2 separate regions of the Oryctolagus cuniculus genome follow, and region 1 is linked to region 2. Evidence: chromatin contacts called from public Hi-C data. All regions are on one chromosome and are shown on one strand. The core of a region is the stretch at or near the end of the contact, and the rest is flanking DNA. Distances in the headings are between cores, read along the strand shown. Region 1 holds the start of KLHDC1 (kelch domain containing 1). Region 2 holds the start of SOS2 (SOS Ras/Rho guanine nucleotide exchange factor 2).

Region 1 (6,373 bases), core at 382-2,881, 480 kb after region 2:
CTTTTCTCCCACTTAATTATTACAGTATTAGGAATGATATGGGAAGTGTGACACCTCTGTATCTTGAAGTGGCAGAGTTCAAAAATAGTCAACATATTTCTTACACCCACCATCATCATTCTATCTAGATTATTTTTTCACCAAGAGCAAATAGTGAAAATATTTGATCTAGCTCTCTGCTATGGCCTGGGAAAGCAGTGGAAGATGGCCCAAGTGCTTGGGCCCCTGCACCCACGTGGGAGACCCAGAAGAAGCTCCTGGATCCTAGCTTGGGATTGGTGCAGCTCTGACCATTGCGGCCATCTGGGGAGTGAACCAGTGGATGGAAAACCTCTCTTTGTTTCTGCCTCTCTCTGTGACTCTTTCAAATAAATAAAAAATAATTCTTTAAAAAAAATCAAATGACGATGAAAATGACTCTCACTGATTCATCGTCCTCATTTATAGAATGAGGATATCACCTACCTCCCAGGGTGATAGGATTACTCAAACTAAGGGAGATGAGTACCTAGTATAAGCCAGGTATAGTAAGCACTGAGATTAGCACTAATTTTCCCATCCTGATACTGCACTAAATTAAGAACACACACACAAAACCAACCAGGATCTGAGGCTTCTTCAACACACATAGTATGTACTTTATTTCAACGTGGGGCAGTCGTAGTACAGCTCCGTCACAACAGATTCGGAACACAAGTCACAAGTAATAGTTTCAGTGGCTACTTTCTAAAACCTGCCAACTCGGGAGGCTGGCATACAATACTGACTTGTTTTCCAGCCGTAGGATGCTTCTATGATCCTACGATGCTTCAAACAAAAACACACGCGTTCAAACCTCCACTGTAATGTTAAGCCATTACACCCTATAGTGGCGCTAATGCGGGAACTTCGAGGCTCAAGGAAACAAACAAAAAAATCGTTAACGATCCACTAGCAAAGAAATGCCACTAAAAATAGCTTAGAAATACTTAAACGCTTCGGTGATTTCGGTATTTTATTTCGGATCCCGCACAAGATAATTATTACAGCACTCTGTCCTCAGCTCCGCTTAAGTCTGCACCGGGAGATTTTAAAGACGACAATTAATCGCGCTTAACTGACTGTCGGGCCAGCGGGGGTTACTGGACAGCTCGGGGGGGTGGGCGCAGGGTCGCAGGAGCCCCCGGAACACCGGCTTGAGGGCTCCCACAGCGGAAGCAACGGCGGGGCGGCGGCGGCCCTGGAGCGGCAGGGACAGCGGCGGGAGGCGGAGCGGCCGGCGGGGCGCGGGGGGCGCCGGACCCCGGCCCGAGACGCGCCCCCGCCTCGGAGCGGCTGTGGGCGGGCGCTCGGCGTCCACTCAGGCCCCCGCCGGGCGGGCGGGCCCCGGCGCGAGTCCGCCCCGTCCCGCCTCTTCCCCTTACCACGTAGCCCCCCCACACGTAGAGGAAGTTTCCGTCCACCACGGCGCAGTGGCCGCTGCGCTCCTCGGCCACGCAGAACAGCCGCGAGTCCGCCATCCGCGCCGTCGCTCGCTCGCCGGCCACTGGGCGCGCCGCAGCCCCTGCCCGCGGCGCGGCCTCTCCTCGCGTCCCGGCCCCTGCACGCACAAACGGAACGCGCCGAGGGTCGAGATTGGTGGGAAGGCGGAGCCAGTGCGTCTGCGCCGTGCCGCGGCCGCTCGCCGGGGAAGCGGAGCCGGGCGCCCTGGCGCCGAGAGGCGGCGGGGTGGTGCCGGTGGTGGGGGGAGATGGCGCCGGGGCTTGAACCCCTGCCACCTGCTTGGGAGTTGGGGGTGGAGTCTGTTAGCCTAGTGAGGGGCTCCTGTCTCCTTCCCAGTGACCAGGATGGCAAGCTACGCCCCTTTTCCTCGCATTCCTTGGAAACGGATCGGCCAAGAAGTCCCTGTGTTCCTACTTTTGCAGTGTCTCGAGCGTGTCCCGTTCTCTCCACGCCCATGGCCGACGCCCCCACTTGAGACCCCAATGCCTCCAGCCGGTAGTGATTGTGTTCTGTTCTACAGCAGGGCGACTGGAGTTCACAAAAACGTATGCTTCAAGATAGCGAGGAGAGGGTTGTAATGTTTTCACCACGAGGAACTAACAGATGTGTGAGCTGATGCCCATTCCCCTAATTCGATCGTTCACAACACACTTGTGGCCCATGGGGTTATATTTCCTGTGTCTTCTGATCGGTTATACGCGTCGTTAAAGCAGACCTACTGGGTTTTGTGTTCAGGGATAGGTCCACAGCATGAAGCACAGGTGCATGCCAGGTATTCAGTACTTAGTGAAAATTGTGGTTAACTAGAGAAGATGAGATTCTGAACCAAAGGCTGTGACCCTGGAGATGAAGCTGAGAGACTGAGAGACGCATAGAATAAACAAGGTGTAGACCATCAGCCCTTCACCTTGGGGTGGGTGGATTTGGGAACTCCAGAGCAGCCTTCCGACCCGTGAGGACGATGTATGTGTGTGTGCCCTTGTCTCACAGGGAAGACGGTGAGCGCTCCTCAGCTTTGTGGGGCAAGGGAGGAGAAGTCAAGGTGACTTCGGGAGGGGTGATAAGTTCCTTTAGGGGCGTATTGAATTGGCGTTGAAGCCCAAGGGACAAAGGAGCTGGACATAAGGATTTTGGAGTCAGCAGCATATAATTATTCATTCAAGTATTGGACCTGTATGAGCCATAGGGGAAGTCGTTGAAAATTTATGGGAGAAAGGAAATCACTGGAAATGGGGGGGGGGGCAGAAATCACTGTTAGATTGTAAGAAGAAACTGGGCATTTGGATAAATTTTTCCTTTCCAATTCTTAATATGAAACATATCAAACATACAGAAAAGCAGAAAGAATAGTTTGAGGAATGTTACCGGTCAGGAGGGGAGGGCAGTTGCTGGAGTGAGTCTTCAGGGTTCTTTTCCTCAGCTCAGTATTGAAGTGAAAAGCCAGGAAACAATTTGCAAAGAGGCAGAAACTTTTGTTTGATTGACAAGTGACAGAGAAAGTGTCTGGTGGAGAGGAGACCAGGCGGAGTGCCCGAGCGGGGCACTGGCTCTGGGGAAGTGTCCTGGGTTTTTAAGGCATTACTATCTGTTCATTGGGTTATCCTGTTGGAGGTTCCCATTGGACTAGGGGTTTCACATAGGTATGTCGATTAGCTTGGGGCTCAAGGAGATAGCGGGGGTCTTCGGGAGACTCTTTAGGGGCTCAGCGCCCTCCTCTGCTAGCTCTGGGTGGAAGATTGCAACTAACTCAAAGGCATGGTTTAAAACCACAAGGTCACACAAGATAGCCAAGGTCTCTTGGAGCCAGTCCAGCTCTCCCCAGGTACTCAGCCCCTTCCCCTGCCAGCTCAGGGTGAAAGCTTGCACCCACCCTGGAGGTGTGATTTAAAGCTGCCAGGTCACACCGGCAGCACAAGAAGCTGTTAGTGGGGGAGATGCCAGTTGGCCTGGAGACAGGCTTTCCAGCCACAGCTGGCAGCCGGCTTGTGCAGGACGTTCTACCTGTGTCTGAGGGGCCCACAGACCCCCAGCCCCACTGGCCGGCCTCAAGGAATACCCATTACTTAGGTTTAATAACACTATTGCTAGTTTTACATTTGTTTGTATGTAGGTATGTACGGTTTTCATTTTGGTAGGCATGTTAAACTTCAGTATATATTTTCTAAAAATTGGAACACTCACATATCCACCTAAGAAAACTAAGTTGTTCTTTAATATAATTTATCTGCAATCCATATTCAGGATTCTCAAATTCAGGGGCCACCTTGTGGTACAGTGGATAAAACTGCCACCTGTGATGTTGGCATCCCATATGGGTGGTGGCTCCTGTCCTGGCTGCTCCACTTCTAATCCAGCTCCCAGCTAATGGCCTGGGAAAGCAGCGGAAGATGGCCCAAGTTCTTGGGACCCTGTGCCTATGTGAGAGACCTGGCTGAGTCTCCTAACTCCTGGCTTTGGATGGGCCCTGCTCCTGCTGTTGCTGCCATTTGGGGAGTGAACCAGCAGATGGCATTTCTCTCTCTCTCTCTGCCTTTCAAATAAATAAATTTTTTGTTTTGTTAAAAAAAAAAAAAAGATTACTAGAGAGAAGGGGAGAGAGAGAGAGAGAGAATCTGCCATCTGCTGGTTCACTCCCCAAATAGCCGCAATGGCAGGAGCTGAACCAAGCTGAAGCCAGGAGCCAGGAATTACATTCTGGTCTCCCATGTGGGTGGCAGAGGCCCAGACCCTGTGCCACCCCCCGCTGCTTTTCCCAGGGCATTAGTAGGGAGCTGGATTGAGGTGGAGCAGCTGTGCCCACATGGGATGCTGTTGTTGCAGGCAGCAGCTTTACCTGCTAAGCCACAGCACCAGCACCAATAATAAATCTTTAAAAAAAAAAATTCCCAAATTCAGGGCCAAGCTTGTGGTGCAGCAGATTAAGCCACTGCTTGCAAAAGTGATATTGCAGCTGGTTCCCATATTCTGCTGCTCCACTTCCAAAGCCAGGAGCCAGGAGCTTCTTCCATGTCTCCCATGTGGGTGCAGGGGACAAAACACTCATGCTGTCTCCCGCTGCTTTCCCAGGCACATAATCAGGGAGCTGGATAGGAAGTGGAGCAGGCGACTGTATTTGCTAAGCCAAAATCTCATCCGCGAAAGGAGGCTGTTGTGGAAAAAAATAGCACACAGTTCATTGGGCCGTTGTGAGCATCACATAAATTACTACTTTTTACAAAATGATATTTTCATTTATTAGGAGAGCGGCGAGGAGGAGATCCTCTGCCTCCTGGTTCACTTCCCAAAGGGCCACAAGGCGTGGGCTGGACCTGGCGGGAGCCGGGAGCCGGGAGCCGGGAGCTCTGTCACATCCTCAGCTGCTTCCCCAGGCGCATTAGCGGAGTTGGATCTGAAGCGGAGCAGCCGGGACTGCAACAAGCCGCTCTAACGCCCGCCTTGCAGTCAATGTGCACAGCGTATTTCGGGGACCTGAGTGAAGTGGGGAACACACCACGGGGTCCCCTGCAGCCACTGGGTACCCCAGCAGTTCTCACGGCCTCTTCGGAGGGGAGGAGGATGGGGTCCGGAGTCACAGAAGGTCGAGGAAAGCAGGAAGGGCGCTGTCGCCGCCCGCCAGCTGCGAGGAATCGCACAGCCGGCTCTTATCACGCCCAGCGCGCCGCGGACTGGCCGGCTTACATCCCGGGAAGGGGCGGAGCCTAGGAGGGGAGCTCCTGCGAGGAGGCGGAGCCGCGTCGGGGATCCCCCGGAAAGGGCGGGGCTTGGGCGGGGAGCTCCGGCGAGGAGGCGGAGCCGAGTTGGAGGCCTCCCGGGAAGGAGCGGATCCTAGGTGGGGAGCTCTTGTGAGGAGGCGGGGCCGAGTCGGGGACCTCCCGGGAAGGGGCGGAGCTTCAGCCGTGGCGCCAAATCGCGAACATGGCGCCGGAGAGAGTGCGGAGCCGGGTGCTCTCCGCCTTCAAGCTACGCGGCTTATTGCTGCGGGGGTGAGTCGGCCGCGGCAGCCTGAGCTGCAGGGAGGCTAGGACCAGGGCCCGGCTGACGCGCGGGGCGCAGCGGGGCGCTCCGCAGCGGCTCGCTGCACGCCGAGAGGGGCTCGGCTTTAAATGACAGGCACCCTTAAAACGTTCTTAAGAAGCCGGCTTGAGGCTGCGAACACTTGGACCGGGCGGCGCTGGCGCGGAGTCGAAATGAGGCTGAGGCGGGCGAGGCTCTAATGCACCTGCTGCACTGAGCCAGAGAAGCGGGGCACTGTGACTCGGGTACCTCTGGGCCTCCCCAGGACTCCGCCTCTCTCGGCGAGAGTCGTTCGCGGGGCATCTCCGGGACTGACACGAATGGGACTCGCCTGTCAGTGCTGTCCTCTGGGGGCAGGGGCTGTACCTGGCGCCCAACCCTCCCAGTCTGGGATCAAGTATTATTTCCTGGAGAGTTAAGATGGATAGCTTTGAAGCGTGCTTCTAGGTGTCTAGGTGTGGTCTGAGTATAGCTTCTTTGAAAGTCAGGTTTTCCGGGTGTATCCATTTTTTTTTTTGTTTTCTGTAGAACCTATGCAAGGAACTTCTCCAGAATTTCTTGCTTTTTAGAATACAATATTTTATACACATTTAAATACCTGCTGGACTGGATATACTTTTCCGTACCAGGTTTTGATTACTTCTGTATATGTAGAATTTCTTGGTTTCTAGTTGTCTTATGGGACTTTTTACCTTTAAAAATTCTTTATGTGCTTTATTGAAAAGGTAGAGAGCGAGCTCCCATCCACTAGATCATTGCTCAGTCAGGCCAAGCCAGGAGCCAGAAATCCATGCGCGTGTTCCACGTGGGTGGCAGGGACCTGGCCTGCGGCCTCCCAGGGTGCATATTAGCAGGAAGCTGGCATCAGAAGCAGAGC
Region 2 (5,812 bases), core at 2,517-5,016:
ACCAAATTATTACCACAGTAGTTAGAATATTAATCTTAGTTTAAATTTTATGATCGAACTTTTTATTAGACCCTCCCTCTTATAGTATGCACAGGCTTAATACTTGCATTTTTTTCACACTTGAAGCAAATATATATAAGGAACTCAAAATTTTTCATGAAGTTACTTTTAACTAAGCAATATGTTGAATAAATACTGCATTTATGTGGTTAAAAATTCAAAAGTCACAAAAAAGTACACAGTAAAGTCTCTCCCTGTCCTCCAGCCACCGTTTTCATCCCTGTGGCAACAGAAATCTTGTGTGGCATTGCAGATAAATAATTTATAATAAAATACAGTCTCTTTTTAAAAAAAAATATGAGTGGTACCATATTCTATTCTGTATTGCATAAGTATGGCCTGTTCTTTCCACTTTGCAGCACATCTTGGAGAATGTTCCACAGAGGTTTGGTTATTTTTAACTAGATGGAAGATACTCCCCCTCCCCCTCCCCCTCTCCCTCTCCCTTGTGCGCTCTCTCTCTCTTTCCCCCTTCCTCCCTTTCAAATAAAATAAAAACAAAAACTTAAAAATATTTTATTTTCCCACCAATTATATATTAGGGTGCCTGTTTCCCCATATCTTCACCATCATAGTGTATGATCAACCATTTTGATTTGTGTTATTTTAATTGGTAAAAAATTAAGTGTAAAAATTAACAATGTAATTTAAATTTGCAGTTTTCTTTTTTTAAAATATACATATATTTATTTGATAGGTAGTTACAGATTGAGGGAGGGAGAGTCAGAGAGAGGTCTGCCATCCGCTGGTTCACCCCAAATGGCCACAACAGCTGGAGCTGGGCTGACCCAAAGCCAGGAGCCAGGAGCTTTTTCTGGGTCTTGCTCATGTGTGCAGGGGCTCAAGCACTTGGACCGTCTTCCACTCCTCTCCCAGGCCATTAGCAGGGAGCTGGATTGGAAGTGGAGCAGCCAGGACTTGAACTGGTACCCTTATGGGATGCCAGTACCGCAGGTGGAGGCTTAGCTTACTATGCCATAGTGCCCACCCCAAATTTGTAGTTTTTTAATGAGAGTAAGCTTCAGTATTTTTAATGTGTTTAAGAGACATTTAGGTTTCATTTTCTGTGAACTGTATTTTCATATCTTTTATCCTTTCCCCCATTAATTTAATTTTTTTTTTTTTTGACAGGCAGAGTGGACAGTGAGAGAGAGAGAAAGAGAGAAAGGTTTTCCTTTGCCATTGGTTCACCCTCCAATGGCCGCCGCGGCCAGCGCGCTGCGGCCAGTGCACCGCGCTGATCCGATGGCAGGAGCCAGGAGCCAGGAGCCAGGTGCTTCTCCTGGTCTCCCATGGGGTGCAGGGCCCAAGCACTTGGGCCATCCTCCACTGCACTCCCTGGCCACAGCAGAGAGCTGGCCTGGAAGAGGGGCAACCGGGACAGAATCCGGCGCCCCGACCGGGACTAGAACCCGGTGTGCTGGCGCCGCTAGGCGGAGGATTAGCCTAGTGAGCCGCGGCACCGGCTATTTTAAATTTTATTTGTAAAACCTTGCCTATATGTTAAAGAAATTAACTCTTCAAAGATGAGCTACAGATATTTTTTTCCAGTTTGCTATTTGCCTTTTGGCTTAGTTTATGGCTTTCTTTTTAAAGTTGAATTTATCTCTCTTCTAGATTTTGTGTCATATGAAAAGGTCTTTTGTACTCTGAGCTTATAACTTTATGGCTTTATTTCTGACAGTTAAATCTTTGACATATCTGGAATCTATCCTCGTGTCGAGTGTGGGTATGAATCTAATATTTTTTTCTGGATGGCTCATTTGTCTGGTTGGGGAACTCTTCTGGTGTCACTCTTGGATGATCCCACATGGATCATATTTCCAGCCCAGAGATCACAACTCAGGCGCCTGCAGAGACGGCGCAGGTTACATAAAAGAGTGAGCAGTGCCAGGTGGGGAGGACAGCCAACTGGAAATGGGATGGCATACTTTTCTAAAGAGGGTAGCCACTACCTGCGCCTGCTCAGTATTCCCTTGCGTAAATGCCGTAGGACTCCCTGTAGCTGGATCTTTGTCAAGAGAAGCTGGAAATACACATTTTTATATGTAATCTCTGGGTTGTAAAATGTGAACCACAATGTCAAAAACTTAAATACAACCTTGGCCAAACAAAATATGTCTTCAGGCCAGATCTGCCCTAGAAAAAGCCTTCTAATATCCTTGGCCAAGAATGAAACTTACCACTAACAACTTGACTCTCCCAGGAGAAGATACAGCGACAGCCTGGTAGTTTATGGCTGGGGGCTGGGAACAGGAGAGAGATGTGAGGACACTGTATATAAGCAGGTCTTAGCCCTCACACACTAAGATTAATTGTAGAAATACAAGCTTCCACTATCCCAAGTGCGGGGAATGTGGATGTGCCCATTTATTACACGACATTCTTGACTCATTGGGTACTTGATTAAAAATGATCTCTTTAAGTTTTCCCACTCTGCCCTTTTGATTTTGCCAAGCTGAACACACGATGCGTTTTTGGGGGGAGGATAATTGTTCAGCCACTGGTCCTGGGCCTGAAATTGTGGCACAGACTTGGTTTTTTGGAGCTTGTCTTTCCCTTCCTCACTGGTGGCCAGGGACAGGGCGTGAAGGACTGATTGTCCTCTTTACAGCAGGTTAATAGTCATGTGCTCAGTATCTTTCATGAGATGGAATTTGTGCTAATCATACAGTTTCCAGAGTCTATGCTTCTTCAACTTGGAAAAGCTTAAGGTCGGAGATCTTACTGGGAGTTGCTAACGAGTAAATACCTCCTCGCAGGATCGGATCCAGATTCGGTAGGACCCGAAGCCTACACAAAGTGGAGGATAGATTAATAGCTCAAAAATATCTACTGATTTTTTTTTTAATGATCTGATTTTGTGAACACACAGGGGCCTGTGCAAGTGAGGGACCTTTCACTTCAAGCTTGATGGACGTCATTGTCATTTGCCACTTCTGGCCCTGCCACCGAGGGCTAAGAGATTTCCAAGCCGTCTCTTCTCGGCTCCCCACAGCATCACCAAGTGAAAGTTACCGTCTCCTATATCCAAAGGAGCCAAGTCCGCCACAAACACGTTAATTACAGTGTCTAACCCCAAAGCCCTTTTCCCTCACCAACCCTAGACCGTCTCCCACCACCGCAGTCCACGGACTCCTCAAGAGCCGCACCGAATCGCGATTGCCTTGGGAAGCTAGAGGGGAGGAAGAAGAGTATGCGTAAAAAGAGTCAGTAACTTTGCCGAGTCTGTCTGGAATAGGCGAAGCTCCCGGGAGAGGCGGACCCCCCGGCGGGCCCCCTGGCCCCAGCACCTCCGCGCCTGGCCGGCGCCGCTGCCAGCTCCGCGGCGCGCATGCTCCGTGCGGGGCTTCTCCGGCGGCCGGGGACGATGAGTGCCGGGCCGAGGGGGCGGGCCGAGCTGCGAGTGCGGGGCCCCGGAGCTCGTCTGCGGCCTCCGCGCTCTCTGCGCCGCTGCTGAAGGGGCGGGGGCGGCGGCGGCGGCGGCGGCGGCGGCCAGCTCCGTCCGCGCGAGTGTGGCTCTCCCGCCCGACGCGCGCGCCCCGTCAGTCCGCAGGGCCCTCTGGAGGTGACTCGGGCGGGCAGGGCTGGGCCGAGCCGGGCGGTGTTGCGGGCCGAGAGGGCGGGGATGAGGCGATGAGGAGACGAGCAGCAGCCGCCGCCGCCGCCGCTCTCCGCCCGCCGCGGCCGTAGCGGGAGTCTGGGCGGGGGTGAGGCCGGCTGAAACCTTCAGGGCTTCGGACCCAGACAAAGGAGGAGGAGCCGCCCGAGAAGCCGGCCAGCGCCGCGGCGAAAGGAGGTCGCCACCGGGGGTCGCCCGGGCTCGCGGGCCGCGGCGCTTCCTCTGAGGGAGCTGCGCGACAGCGGGGCCGCCCGGGCCGAGGAAGCCGTCCCCGGGTCCCCGCCCGCCCGCCCGCCGGCGCCGCCTCCCAGCCGCCTGGGCCCGGGCGGCAGGCGGCGGCCGCCGGCGAGGCGAGGCGAGGCGGCCCGTGCCCTGCCTGTCAGGCCATCGGCCCGGCCCGGCCCACGGGCCGCCCCCGATGCGGAGGCGCTGCTGCCGGGGCCATGCAGCAGGCGCCGCAGCTGTACGAGTTCTTCAGCGAGGAGAACAGCCCGAAATGGCGGGGATTGTTGGTCCCGGCCCTGCGGAAGGTCAGTGCTGGGGTCGGGACGGCCGAGGGAAGGGCCGGGGCGGCCGCGGGCTGCATCGGCGCAGCGGGCGGCCGAGGTGTCCGGCACGGGGGCCCCCTGGAGGGTCTGCCGGGGCGCAGCTCGTCCTCCGAGGGCTCGGGACCCCGGGGCCGAGCTGTGTGTTTTTGGCTGGCGACGGGAGGGTCAGCGATTGCCCGTTGCATCCAGAAAGACCTTTTCTCAAGTTTTTTTTTTTTTTTTTTTTTTTTTTTTTTTTTTTTTTTTTTTTTTTTTTTTTGCCTGATCCCGGAAGGAAGGTTTTGTTATGATCATAAAACTGGATTTCATGTTGCAGTCGTTTCGAAAGGCAACTTCCGCCGTTGACCAATTTGTTGTCCTCGGGCTGAATTCGGCACGAGAAGGTCCCGCTGGCGTTCAGACAGTTTCTGAAACAAAAACACCTTTTGGGGGCGGGGTAATGACTTTGGGGGGCAGCCCCCCGTAGGCAGTGTGCTGGTCTAAGGGTCCCACTGCCGGAGAGGCAGAGCTTTTTTGTTTTTGTTTTTTGGTAGCCCGGCTCTTTAGCCCGTGTGTGAATGTCAGTGAGTCAGGATTCTCACCTTTGCAGCTCTCAAGGTGAACTTAAAGCGCCTCCCGCTTCCTGCCAAAGGTGTCTTACAGAAGATTTCCCTTAAAGAATTCCGTGCGTGTCTTCCCTAGGTGCGATGGAGGACTCGGAGGGATTTTAAGGAACAAACCAGGGGCAAGCTCATCGAAATCCATCTTTGGAGTTTGAGTGCATTGCTAGGGCGCATCTCTTCGGGAGGCCGCGGCGTCAGGCTTCCTCTGTGATTTTAATTACTAATCACACGGTCATTTTTATAAGAAATCCTTTTTGAGGTCCAAGCACATTGGAAGGCCGTAAATGGCAGCTGAACGTGGGCTCCCTTTGCCCTTGATGCAAACTTAGTCCCTTCTGCCTTCTGTGCCAAGTAAGAAGGAATATAAAATAATAAAAACGTAAAAGACAGCGCTTGGAAAATAAGTCTTTGCACATTCAGTTTCATAAATGAAAGTAAGACATGTGTTTTAAAGGTAAAAACATTGTCCTCATGCATTTGAAGTTTCAGATTTTCCTTCTCACAAAGACTTGTTGCTGCTTCTCGTGGAGCAAACACCAAGTCCTGTGTTTTTAGAGAACTTGGTGGAGGTGACTGAGGGGGCTGCAGAGTTATTTCACTGCTAGAGCAAGTGCTAAAGCGGGACATTAAAGTGACTTTTCTTCCATGTACAGCCCAGTTCTGTACAGAAAGGGAAAGAAATGGAAAGTGTGCTGAGTAGTGATAATGAAACCTGGCCTAAATTAAAAAGAGGGAAATGCTTAGATATTAATTAGCCCTGCTGCCACACAGAAGTGTGAGTGCGGTTGTCAGGCAGGCCTTATGGGTAGCATTGGGACACAGGTGTATAACCGTTAGTACTTTCTGGTAGCAAATGGCATTGGAGTGGGTGTTGCATGATTTACTTAATTGGTAGCTTTGACTCTAATAATTCTTCATGTACTGATACAGATTAATTTTTCAGATTGAGCTGGAAACAAAGCTAGGACTAGCATCCCATC

What was found. A called contact is a pair of places that touch in the nucleus more often than the background predicts.
Region 1: a Hi-C map of psoas muscle shows a contact between it and region 2, with 6 times the contacts expected there. The contact joins the promoter of KLHDC1 here to the promoter of SOS2 in region 2. A contact is called at or near these places in 2 of 6 Hi-C or Micro-C datasets (psoas muscle and an unstated tissue).

The regions. Positions count from the first base shown.
Region 1 is chr12:26,372,688-26,379,060 of mOryCun1.1, forward strand. KLHDC1 (kelch domain containing 1) reads right to left here and starts at 1,632. Exons shown (of 14, transcript XM_070053695.1): 1 at 1,404-1,632. The coding sequence starts at 1,499. POLE2 (DNA polymerase epsilon 2, accessory subunit) reads left to right here and starts at 5,327. Exons shown (of 19, transcript XM_070053697.1): 1 at 5,327-5,465. The coding sequence starts at 5,398.
Region 2 is chr12:25,886,005-25,891,816 of mOryCun1.1, forward strand. It overlaps SOS2 (SOS Ras/Rho guanine nucleotide exchange factor 2), which reads left to right and starts at 3,767. Exons shown (of 23, transcript XM_002718299.5): 1 at 3,767-4,212. The coding sequence starts at 4,126.